Linked DNA regions of Mus musculus: all the other regions are linked to region 3. A link is a contact called in public HiChIP or PLAC-seq data. All regions are on one chromosome and are shown on one strand. The core of a region is the stretch at or near the end of the contact, and the rest is flanking DNA. Distances in the headings are between cores, read along the strand shown. Region 1 has its middle 26 kb from the start of Heatr1. Region 2 holds the start of Actn2 (actinin alpha 2). Region 3 overlaps Mtr (5-methyltetrahydrofolate-homocysteine methyltransferase).

Region 1 (3,388 bases), core at 266-2,765, 160 kb after region 3:
TTCGATTTAATATCCTTGAACTCAGGATTCAGCTCCATTTCACTTCCTGGTGCCCCCTTGATACTCAAACCATATATTTTATATTTTTCCTTTCTAAACTTTGCTACACTTGTTGAAAATACTCTTCATGAGACTTAACCAGGGAACAAAGTCTGCTGAGACTTCTTTTGTCAATGCAATTAATACAAATCTCTTCACCTTAGTCTCATGTAGACTCTTCAGACAAGGGCCAAAAGCAGCCACATTCTTCACCAAAATATTACAAAAACAATCTCTATGCCACATATTGAAATTCTTCTCCACTGAAACTTCTTGGACCAGGTCTGCACAGTTCAAATCACTCACAGCAACAGGCTTCCATATTCTTACTAGGATGGCTCATTTAGCCCAACTTAATGAATTCCACTGCGGTCCAAATCCACATTCTTCCAAACAAAAACCTGGCCAGGCATATCACGGCAACATCTCAGTCCCTGGTATCAACTTTGTCTTATTTAGGATTTTACTGCTGTGAACAGACACCAAGGCAACTCTTATAAGGACAACATTTAATTGGGGCTGGCTTACCAGTTCAGAGGTTCAGTCCATTATCATCAAGGCTAGAGCTTGGTAGAATCCAGGCAGGTATGGTGGAGGAGCTGGAAGTTCTACATCTTGTTACAAAATCAAACAGGACAAGACTGAGTTCTAGGCAGCTAGGATGGGGGTCTTAAAGCCCACACCCATGATAACACACTTCCTCCAACAAGGCCACACTTCCTAATAGTGCCACTGTGTGGGTCAGCCATATTTAAACTACCACAATCACTTTATTTTTTGTGTGTATGTGTGGGTAGTGTTTGTGTGTATATTTACAGTTGACTTTGTGTGCACAGATATGTATACACATGCGTATGGAGGCCAAGTTTGACATCTGTTATCTTCTTTGGTTGATCACTACTTTACTCTCCTTGAGCCTGGAGTTCCCCAATTAGCTAGACTGGCTGGCCAACAGACTCTGGGGATCCCCTTGTCTCCCCTCTTCCCAGAGCTAGGATTGCAGATGTGTACCATGACTTTTATGTGGGTTCTAGAGATTGAACTCAGGACTTTGCCCTTGTGTGACAGAGACTTTACTGATGGAGCCATGTCTGCAGCCCCTCCAGTCCCTTTCATCTCCTTAGCCATCGCTGTTCTGATGACATGGCTGATGACATCGGAGTTTACAGCCGGGCTCTTGTCAGCGTTTAATTATGTGCACTTTATTCGGCTTTATTCTCAGCCCTTTGGCTGCTTCCTGCTAACTGTGAGAAAGTTCACAAGGGGCAGCACCGGGGCTAATGGCCAAGAACTTGTGACACCTCCCAGTCTGATTTTTTCCCTGAGAGCCTCTAGGCTCCTCTCAAAATGTCAGGGACACAGTGAGCACATGAGCAAAGCATCCTTTGGGATTTGGCGAAACTGAATCACCTAGTGGTTCCTTCTTCCAACCCTCTAGAGCTACAGCTCCCTCCACCCCACCCTGCTTGAAAAGCCCTGATCCCTGTTGTTAGGAAAGAGCGTAATGAAATTTAAATTTAGCATGTGAGGCTGCGGATCACCCTATCTCTGTTTCTGAGAAACAACTGTTTACTATTCTAACACTCCAGAAACCTGGCAACAGCTCACGGCTGGCAAGGCTAAGCTCCTGAGCTTAGGAGCAGCTGTGCTTGCAAGCGACCCCTGCCCAGTGGGCCCTCCCCACCACCCCAGCGGCATGGCTGAGTTAGGAGGGTCCAGACCTAGAACTTTGCAGAGCTGTGGAAAGCAGACAGACCCTATTTTTGATGATCCTGTGGATTATTGAGAAAGGAAATTCCAAACAGTCCATGGGGCTCTGAAGAAGCATTCTGTTGCCCTGCCTTCTCTCCTTGTCTCTCTGATTCTATTTTTGTATTTCCCTCTGAGGGGAGGTTTATGAGGCTGAAACCGAAAAGCCATGAAATGGAAGTGGTAGTCCTTGAGAGATGTTCCTGGGGGGAAAGTGGGAGTTGCCATTCCAGCTTCCGCCACTCAGCGGGTGAGAACTCCAAGCACCAGACCTCCTAATGCTTGGAAATTGAGTATCTAAATACTATTGTCATTTGTTGCAGGGACAGCCACATATGCCAAGTTTGCCGCTGAGCGCAAGAAACTGCCTTGTTTGCATTTTCTGTTGGCCACATCAGCCCCAAGCAAAGCCCTCTGCTTACATCCTCCTCTCTAGTCACACGCACAGCACGTGATGCTTGGTGCTGGAGCACGGTCACTGGACAGTAGGGGCAAACAGTAATGTTATCTCCACAAGTGACATTCTGGACACTCCATGCCTCGTGATCCCCGAGGCTAAAATGAGACTGCAGCAGTGGGAGGGAATGGAAAGTGGTGACGTGAGCCACCTGAGTGACATTGTAACCTCAGATGATGCCGGTGGCCCGGGCTATATAAGCTGAAGAGAATGGCCTGAATGCATATGCTGATGTCATGTGCTGAGGATGCTGGGAAATCGTGTGAGATTCTCTGCTTGGGGTGTCCTTTCTAGCAAGCCTCATCATGGGGAAAGTGAAGTAATGCTTGCATCAACAACATTTGATGTAGCAAATATGCTTTTGGGGGGGGGGGAGAATGCTTATGCATTTAAAGGGTGAATTTGTTCTGGCAAACTTGTCCAACACAGCACAGCTACCTATGCTTGTCGTGAACATTTGCACACAGCCAACGAGCCAACGTATGTCCATTGTCATAGTTCACTACTAACATAGACCTGAAATCTTTCCAAAGAAGGCTCATATGAGAGTGACTACGTGAGTGAGAGGGTACACATCAAGAGTCACCTCATGCAGTCAAACACATGAGTATTTGCAGGCTTGTCTTGCGGAAGAGGGGAAAACATAAAGGGATTCCTACATGAACTGTTTTTATGGAAGACACACAATAGCATTCTACTAGCACCATTTCCTCCTAGAATTCTGCGAACCAAGGTAGGGGTCTAGCACCTTCTCTTTAATAGGCAGACATTAGTTGTTAATATAACAAACAACTAGGGGATGCGGAGATGGCTCAGTGGTTAAGAGAACTAGCTTCTTGTACAACCACTCTGGAAATCAGTCTGGCGGTTCCTCAGAAAATTGGACATAGTACTACCGGAGGATCCAGCAATACCTCTCCTGGGCATATATCCAGATGTTCCAACTGGTAATAAGAACACGTGCTCCACTATGTTCATAGCAGCCTTATTTATAATAGCCAGAAGCCGGAAAGAACCCAGATGTCCCTCAACAGAGGAATGGATACAGAAAATGTGGTACATTTACACAATGGAGTACTACTCAGCTATCAAAAACAATTAATTTATGAAATTTCTAGGCAAATGGATGGATCTGGAGGGTAT
Region 2 (3,613 bases), core at 453-2,952, 130 kb after region 3:
AAAAAAGTAATCAAACTTGTTGAAAAAATGTTTAAAAAGAAATGAGACACTCATTGCTGTAATTAAAACCACTCTTCAACTTCTTACCAAGTGGTTACATCCAGATGGCACAAGTGTAACCCTCAGGGCCATGGGCATCCCTCTTGGTAAGCCCTTTAATTAGACTCTATTTCTAAATGTATCAGTCTCCATCCCTTGTTCCCAAGAAAGGTAGTGATGGCAGACATCTCGGGAAGCAAGGTGGGGGTGGAAAAGTAGCATCATCAGAGGGTTATAGCAACAGCAGGGACAGAGCTGCTACTGAGAATTTAAGAGAGAGTAGACAAGAAAAGAGAAATACTATATAAAAGTAGTGCGTGGTTATTTGATAATGAATGCAAGCATGAAGCCTTTTTCTTTCTTGTTAACATCACCATAGATTTCCAACATTATACACTTACTGACACACAATCACTCAAAGGAGCAGCTATGGAAACTCCCATGCACACTGACACTCACACTTAGCATCCACCTAACAGTAGGCTCTTAGAAGGGAAATCCACCTTGCTCATGCCCAGAAAAAGTAAGAAGATAAGGCATGAGGCACTGGCTTGGGGAACTGGCTTTTGTCAGAATGTTGAGTTAGTCTGTTGACTTGCCTAACCACCCAGGCTCTGTGCCCAGTCAAACAGAGGTGGAACTTAGCCTCCTGGTGAGCACCCCTATTTGTTTTAGCCAAGAGGATCAAGAAGAAACCCTGAATAATGGAATGTTCCATTAGGCCCCATAGAGCACCAAGATGGGGAGGGAGCTCTTGGAAGCTGGCTGTCTCCTTCATCCCTGTGTGCTTACCTCAATGAACTATAAATAGAGTGTGAAATAATTTTTACTTTGTAGGTGAATGTCTAGGGTTCTACAGCATCCCTCTCTAAGGAGCCTAACATGTTTAATAAGTAGTTTTCGAATTATCTTTGGGCCAGACCTAGGAAAGTTGAGATAGAGTGGGTTTTCATTTTGTGTCTTAGTGAGGAGACAGTCTTGGGGCAAATGAAGACAGCAGGGTCTGTCACAAAATAACTTTAGGGCAAGGTCATGGCAAAAGGAGAGCTGAGACTCTCAGATTCTAGTCTAACAGTCTTTTGAACATCATTCGTTTTCCAACTTATGTTAACTTTTATACACACACACACACACACACACACCAGGTGTCCTGCCTATCTCTGGGTGTGCTGTCCTTTCTGATGGTGCGGTGGGAGGCTGGGGGAACAAGAGCCTCCACCAGGGGGCCTCTTCTAGTGGTCACAGCCGGAGACGCCCCCACCCCACAACGACCCAGGCACAGACATGCGTGAGGGACCCTGCTGACCTTCCTCTGCTGCTTCTCCCAGGCCGGGTCGAGGAGCAGGTCGCGGTCCCACTCCTCCTCCTGGATCATATACTCATCTTCGTCGTAGACATAGTTGTACTGCACGCCGGGCTCTATCTGATTCATGGCGCTGGGTGGCTGGGGCGGCTGGGGAGCGAGCACAGCGCAAGGGATGGACAGACGGACGGAGAAATGGATGGATGGATGGATGGATGGATGGATGGATGAATGGATGGATGGATGGATGGATGGATGGATGGATGGATGGATGGATGGAAAGGCGGCGGGCTGCGGTGACCTTCTCGCGGTTCCTGGGGCGGCACGCCTGGGCGCGGAGTCTCCGGCGAAGTACCAGCACGCCTGCAGGCAGCGCCGCGCGGATTAATAGCCCGCTGAGAGTCACGTGCTGCCGGCCCCACCCACTCCCCGTCTCCAACACGTGTGGTTGGCTGGCTGGAGAGCCCCGCTCAGGTTCCACTGCCTTGACTCCGCCCACCCCTGCTCTCTGCTGGCTTCCAGGGATGACCTAGGGGCACCTCGGACAGCAACCCAGAGGAAAGTAGGGAGGGTTGGAAGCTTAGAACTAGGGAGAGGACACATATGGATCCGGTCCCACCTCTCACAGCACACACAAGGGTTCCAAAGACCCGCTGCAAAGTCATGTTTCCCGTGTGTCCACAAGCTAGCTGAAAAATCTCCCTCATCCCTCCTTTTCCTCCCCCACTCCCACTTCCACTCCCACCTCTCTCTCTCTCTCTCTCTCTCTCTCTCTCTCTCACACACACACACACACACACACACACTCCTCCGCCCCTTTCCCCTCCCCTCCTCCTTCTCCTGCCCACTCCTCCTCTTTTTCTATTTGTCTTTCTTTTCTCCTCTTTTCCTCCTCTTCAGTTCTCTGCCTCTCTGCCTCTCCACCTCTCCTCTACTCCCTGTTCACCTCCTTCCTCCTTCCCTTCTTTCAGTTCTTCTAAAGTGTCTCCCTCCTTCTTTGTCCTCTCTTTATTCATCGTTCCCTCTCTTAATCCTCAGTCTTCTCTCCCATTCCATTCTTTCTCCCTCCGTTTAAAAACCCCTGAATACCCTCTTTCTTGGCTTCTCGCCCTCACCTGAAGGACTCAAGGCATGTAACTTAAACCAAATGTATCAAAATGTCAGTAACCAAGCCAAAGCAGGAAGCGTCTAGTACTCACCTGCCAGCCATAAATTCAGAGAACTGACAATGACAGGCCGGTGGCCAGTTTCTCCTTACATTTCCGTTTCTCCCCGCAGTGCTGCACTTCTGCTCTCACCAGACCTGCTTAGCCGTCCCTAGAAATTATGTCACCCAAGGAAGTAAAGCCAGAGCCATGGGAGCAGAGGGCTGAAATTTCAAGTCAATCCTGTAACAACCACCTGCTATAAGCTGAATACAGCATTAGGTGCCCAAAACATCTGAGAGGATAGGGTCCCCCCAGTTAAGTTTATATCCCAATTTAGTAACCGCTGCCAGCAGGTGCTACAGTACTATTTGTGGCGCAAGGCTACCAATCTGCAGCCAGGTTGCAAGAGAAACTGTGTAGACTTAGAATCGCCAAATTCTTTCAACATCTACTGTTTTTTGCAGAAAAACTCACACAATCAACAAATGCAATGTATTACTGGTTTTTTTTTTCTTTTAATTCTCACCACAGGCAAGCTTAGCTTTTGCCTATTGTTGGTTGTTCTCCTCAGTAACGCCATCATTACTAATGCCAGGTTAGTCTAGAATGGGCTGCATAGCCAATGATATTCTTGAACTCCTGAATGCTGGGATCACAGACATGTACCACTACATCTGGTATATGTGATGCTGAAGATCAAAACTGGGGTTTCGTATTTTACATTTTAAAGTTCTCTTTAGATTAAAACCAACTCTTTGAACAAGTTTATCAAAGTACTACAGTGCTTGTCTTTGGAAATTAACCGCAGACTTCAGATTCCAGATCAAAAGAAAAAAAAAGAGCCATGATACAAAAAGTCAACATCTGGGTGAAGAACCATGGAAGCAGAGGCAGCGCTCAAGGCTTTCTCTCTGTCAAGGAACTACAACGATCACCAAAAGGCAGGAAACAAACAACCATTAAAGCTGTGATAGCATAAATTTCCTGCCCAGGGAAAGGACAGTTTTCAAGGGAACACAGACACAGTTCATCGGACTTCCTAAACTGGGAGGGAGGGCAGTGGGAGAATAGAAGGTTACTAGAATTTGCAAGACCAATTGCAGAAAGGGAGTTGAGAAGACAG
Region 3 (3,946 bases), core at 509-3,008:
TATTTGCCACCTAGCCTGACATCCTGAGTTGGATCCCTGGCACTTGAATGGTGGGCATAACCAGCTCCTGAGCAAGTTGTCGCCTGACTTCCACAGCACTCGCGTATGAAAACACATATACGCACTGTTTCAAAAGTGTAAAAGAAAGGGGGAGAAAAAGAGAGCTTTAGGTATGCATTGTATCTGATTCAAACTCAGAAAAAAATGTTACAAAACATGAGTTACTAATAGTATCCAGTACTATTTTAGATTACAAAGAATTTAGAAAATAAAGAGACAAAACTAGTTATTTTCCTCTTCAGAAGAAATCACAAAGAAAAGTAAAATTGTGCATATACTCAGGGTAACTTAAGCCTCCATCAGTGGATAAATAAGTGAAGAAAATACATAGTCACATGGAATAAAATACTACTTGGCCATAGAAAGAATGAACTCTCTCATTTGCAGGAAAACAAATGGAGCTGGTGGTCATTATGTTAAGTAAAACAATCCAGACACAGAAATACAATCTTTCTCTCAAGTGAAGAAAGTTGACCCTGAAGTATGAGAAAGTTGAATAGTAATTAACAGAGGTAAACAGGGTGAGGAGGAGGAGGGGAATAAAAAGCTGGATGCAGGAGAAACGCTCTCACGCTCCACAGCGGGGCAGGTGCCTCTGTGCACAACCTAGTGTGCATTATGAAGAACCAGAACAGTGAGTCCCCCACTTCAGTAAGGATACATAAGGCGACAATGCTCGATCAGTATACGTTGTACACATGTGTTTCGATGTCATAATACGCTTTATAAACATGTAACTTAGGAATATATATTCCTTGTTAACTAAAAATAGGAGAAAGAGGTGGAGACAGGAAAAGGAAAAGGAAGGGTACAAATGCTATCTCTTCCAGACTGCTGTCCCTGCAATTCACATATCCTACCACTAGATGGCAGCATCCTACTAGCCCAGCACCCAGCTGTGAGTCTTTTTTTTTTTTTTCCCCTTCTTCCACTTGAGGTTGAGTAGTACTCACAGGGCCTATTACTGTTGCTCCCCCTTTTTCTCCCTCCACCCCATCCTAAATCTGGGCCATACTTTCTGGTGGCAGCCTACAGGAAAGGACACGAAAGAAGGAAGCTTCTGCTCGTTGCTTGCCCAGGCTGGCCTGGAACTTACTATGTTAATCTACCCACATCTGCACTAAGTGGGGTTTAAACCTATGGGGTTAAATACATGAGCCATCACATCTAGCCCATTTTTACATTAATTCCTGGAAATCTGATAGGCGAATTTTCTTATATAACTCGTGTTAAATGGGGAAAGTACATAACTGTCTTTTCATAGTTGAGACAGTATATCTAAAATCAACTGTCATGCAATTATCTGATCAAAAATCAGTCTTAATATTCTAACTTACTTCTCAATGGAAAATCTGAATATTAATGAGTCAGTACATTTAAAGTTGATGCAGGTCAAAATAATATTGGCAAGTAAGTGACCCCCAAAGAACAGAGGCTGGTATTTCACTCTAACGAATAGTAAAGTAAGTAGGTGGAGGGAACTGCAGCCCTGATTGTCAAGGCTAGGAAAGAAAGCTGCCTTCAAGACAAAGGCTGGAAGGAAAGGTAGAAGACTGGCCGTGGGAAAAGCTGCCCTCTGGGTACAACCAGCTCTGCATTCCTGAGTGGAATCAACCAGCGTTCCAGGCAGGGACAGGTCAAGTGGTGAGAGGAGAGAGGCTGAGAAGGCTCACTGCTGGCTGGCAGCAGCAGACAGAACATGAGAGCCAGAGCACCAGTGGGCTCCTCTGCCAGAGAGAGAGAAGGCACAGTGGAAAGCAGTCATGACTCCAAAGGACTGCTGACAGGACACTGGGACCAGGGCAGGCTTTAGTGGCTTTTTCATTGAAACATATTGTGAATCAGGGAAACTGTAAACTTAATATAAGCCATTAGCTTATCTGGAAATAACTTTGTTACGAATATTTATTCTTTTGTTGAGTTATCAAAAGGGGGTTATACCTGCATATATCATTCCAACTGCTACTTTAACATCACTGTGATGGCTAACCGTGGTTGTCAACTTGACTACACTTGGACGTGTCTAAACCCAAGTAGCTGGGAATGGTTGTGAGAGATTCTTATTGGCTAGATCACCTGAGGTCAATCTGGCCACCCTTTCTTAGTGGCAGCCCACACAGAAGGACACAGAAGAAGGAAGCGTTTGCTGTCTGTAAACGTTCCCTCGCTCTACTTCTTTAGGATTCCACAGTGGGCTGTGACCTGGCTGGACCGTCCTAAAGACCTTCCTTACATCCAGTCTCACTCACTGACTCCTGGATCCTGGCCTTCCTGTCAGGAAATCACTGCTGCACTACTTGCACCACAGCCTGTTAGCCTCGCGAATAAACCCACTACTACACATACATTAGCTCTGCCAGTTCTGCCGCTCAGAGAACCCTAGTACAATCACCAAGAGACACAGCAGCGAGACTAGCGACGACAAAGCTTTCCTACAGAGTCCATGGTACCAACTCCCCTAAGAACCCAGTCTAGACCCCAGCAGTTCGTTGGGTGGGAAAGGGTACATGTGAGCCATGAGAAGCCGGAGGAGCCTTAGAGACTATGTCCACCACAGATTCTCAAGAAGGCTCCTGGCTGCCTGACCCCTAGAGATTACTTCCCATTCTCTATGTCCTTTAACACATACGTAAGAGACACATAATTATGAACCTAAAAACAAAACAAAACAAAACAAAACAAAACAAAACAAAACACCAAAACCCACTTCATCCATGGGCATCCCTTACCCCAGCCCTTTCAGCCAGTAAAAGGCCATGAAGGAACTGGAAGAAGCCGATCCCCGCTTACCTGAAATTGTTACAGGCCAGCACCACGCCAACTATGTTCTTGCCGATGTCATGCACGTCCCCTTTAACAGTGGCCAGCACAATGGTGCCTTGGTAAGGGTCCTGCAACGTGAGGCAAGCAGTGAGCATACATAAGGGGTCACCAGGGAATTTCCCCGGCCAGCGCCTGGGTGGCTCCTGAGACCCAGACGGTCGTCCCTGGTGACGCCTTACATCAACGCTTTACTGATGAGGTTCCCAACCTCAGAAAAACAAGCTTTCCAGGCCTGGACTAAATGACTTGCCTCTTCTTCAACCGAACCATTAATCAATCTGGCTTCTTCTCTTTCTTTTTCCATGAAAGGGATAAGGTGGCCAACAGCCTTCTTCATGACACGGGCTGACTTTATAACCTGGGAAAAAGCAGAGTTGGGCATCATTAGCAAACTATCACATGGCTGCCGATGCTGACCCATGAAGCTTCAGGACAACTTAAGAATGTCTGATTTGACCTTCCCAGATTTCTAGAGTGAGCAGGATAAGGATAAGGTAGGGAGTGACAATAAATGACAGCAGCAGAGGAAAACCAAACAGAAACCAAAGGTTATAATTTCTGTTTCTGAATTTCTGCTTGGTAGATTGTTGTTTTTTCTGCCTAACATCCTTTTACCATCTCTGAATTCTATTCATCTTCTAAGTTTCATACTTCAATACAATTCATCCCGGCATTCTATAAATTCTGAGGATTTTTAACTCACTGAAAACTGTGCTTTACAGCCGGGCGTGGTTGCGCACGCCTTTAATCCCAGCACTCGGGAGGCAGAGGCAGGCGGATTTCTGAGTTCGAGGCCAGCCTGGTCTACAAAGTGAGTTCCAGGTCAGCCAGGGCTACACAGAGAAACCCTGTCTCGAGAAAACAAAAACAAAAACAAAAAAAAAAACTGTTCTTTACAAAGAGGCCTTTTAGTGGTTTACTTCAGAGCCCCTAGCCCAGATGCTCAACAAGAATTCACTAAATGACAGTTTTAAGTACTTGTTATAATAAAGAATTCTGCCCGTACATAAGAGAGACTATTTAAAGTCCCAGTACTTAAAAGAGTGACAGAGTTTCAAAATAT

Evidence for each region. HiChIP or PLAC-seq counts read pairs in DNA pulled down with a chosen protein or histone mark.
Region 1: a contact with region 3 is called in an H3K27ac HiChIP or PLAC-seq map of heart atrium, with 7 read pairs. The contact joins two enhancer-like sites. A contact is called at or near these places in 5 of 484 Hi-C or Micro-C datasets (the STO cell line, Th2 cells, cerebellar granule neurons and 2 more), 3 of 115 datasets of contacts at active chromatin or transcription factors (embryonic stem cells, heart atrium and microglia) and 2 of 9 other capture datasets (adipose tissue and liver).
Region 2: an H3K27ac HiChIP or PLAC-seq map of heart atrium shows a contact between it and region 3, with 8 read pairs. The contact joins the promoter of Actn2 here to the enhancer-like site in region 3. A contact is called at or near these places in 3 of 484 Hi-C or Micro-C datasets (Th1 cells, embryonic stem cells and uterus), 2 of 115 datasets of contacts at active chromatin or transcription factors (embryonic stem cells and heart atrium) and 3 of 9 other capture datasets (adipose tissue, liver and pancreatic islet).

The regions. Positions count from the first base shown.
Region 1 is chr13:12,367,811-12,371,198 of GRCm38.p6, forward strand. No RefSeq gene overlaps it. Among named protein-coding and RNA genes, the nearest start is that of Heatr1, 26 kb to the right of the region's middle. Within about 2 kb of position 1,516, at least 43 of the 459 cell types and tissues checked have an H3K27ac peak or open chromatin away from gene starts, as enhancers often do. A contact at or near this core is called in heart atrium, where this site is marked.
Region 2 is chr13:12,339,030-12,342,642 of GRCm38.p6, forward strand. Actn2 (actinin alpha 2) reads right to left here and starts at 1,703. Exons shown (of 21, transcript NM_033268.4): 1 at 1,346-1,703. The coding sequence starts at 1,471.
Region 3 is chr13:12,209,538-12,213,483 of GRCm38.p6, forward strand. Mtr (5-methyltetrahydrofolate-homocysteine methyltransferase) reads right to left here. Exons shown (of 33, transcript NM_001081128.3): 21 at 3,134-3,241; 22 at 2,851-2,951. Among named protein-coding and RNA genes, the nearest start is that of Gm10336, 25 kb to the left of the region's middle. Within about 2 kb of position 1,759, at least 14 of the 459 cell types and tissues checked have an H3K27ac peak or open chromatin away from gene starts, as enhancers often do. A contact at or near this core is called in heart atrium, where this site is marked.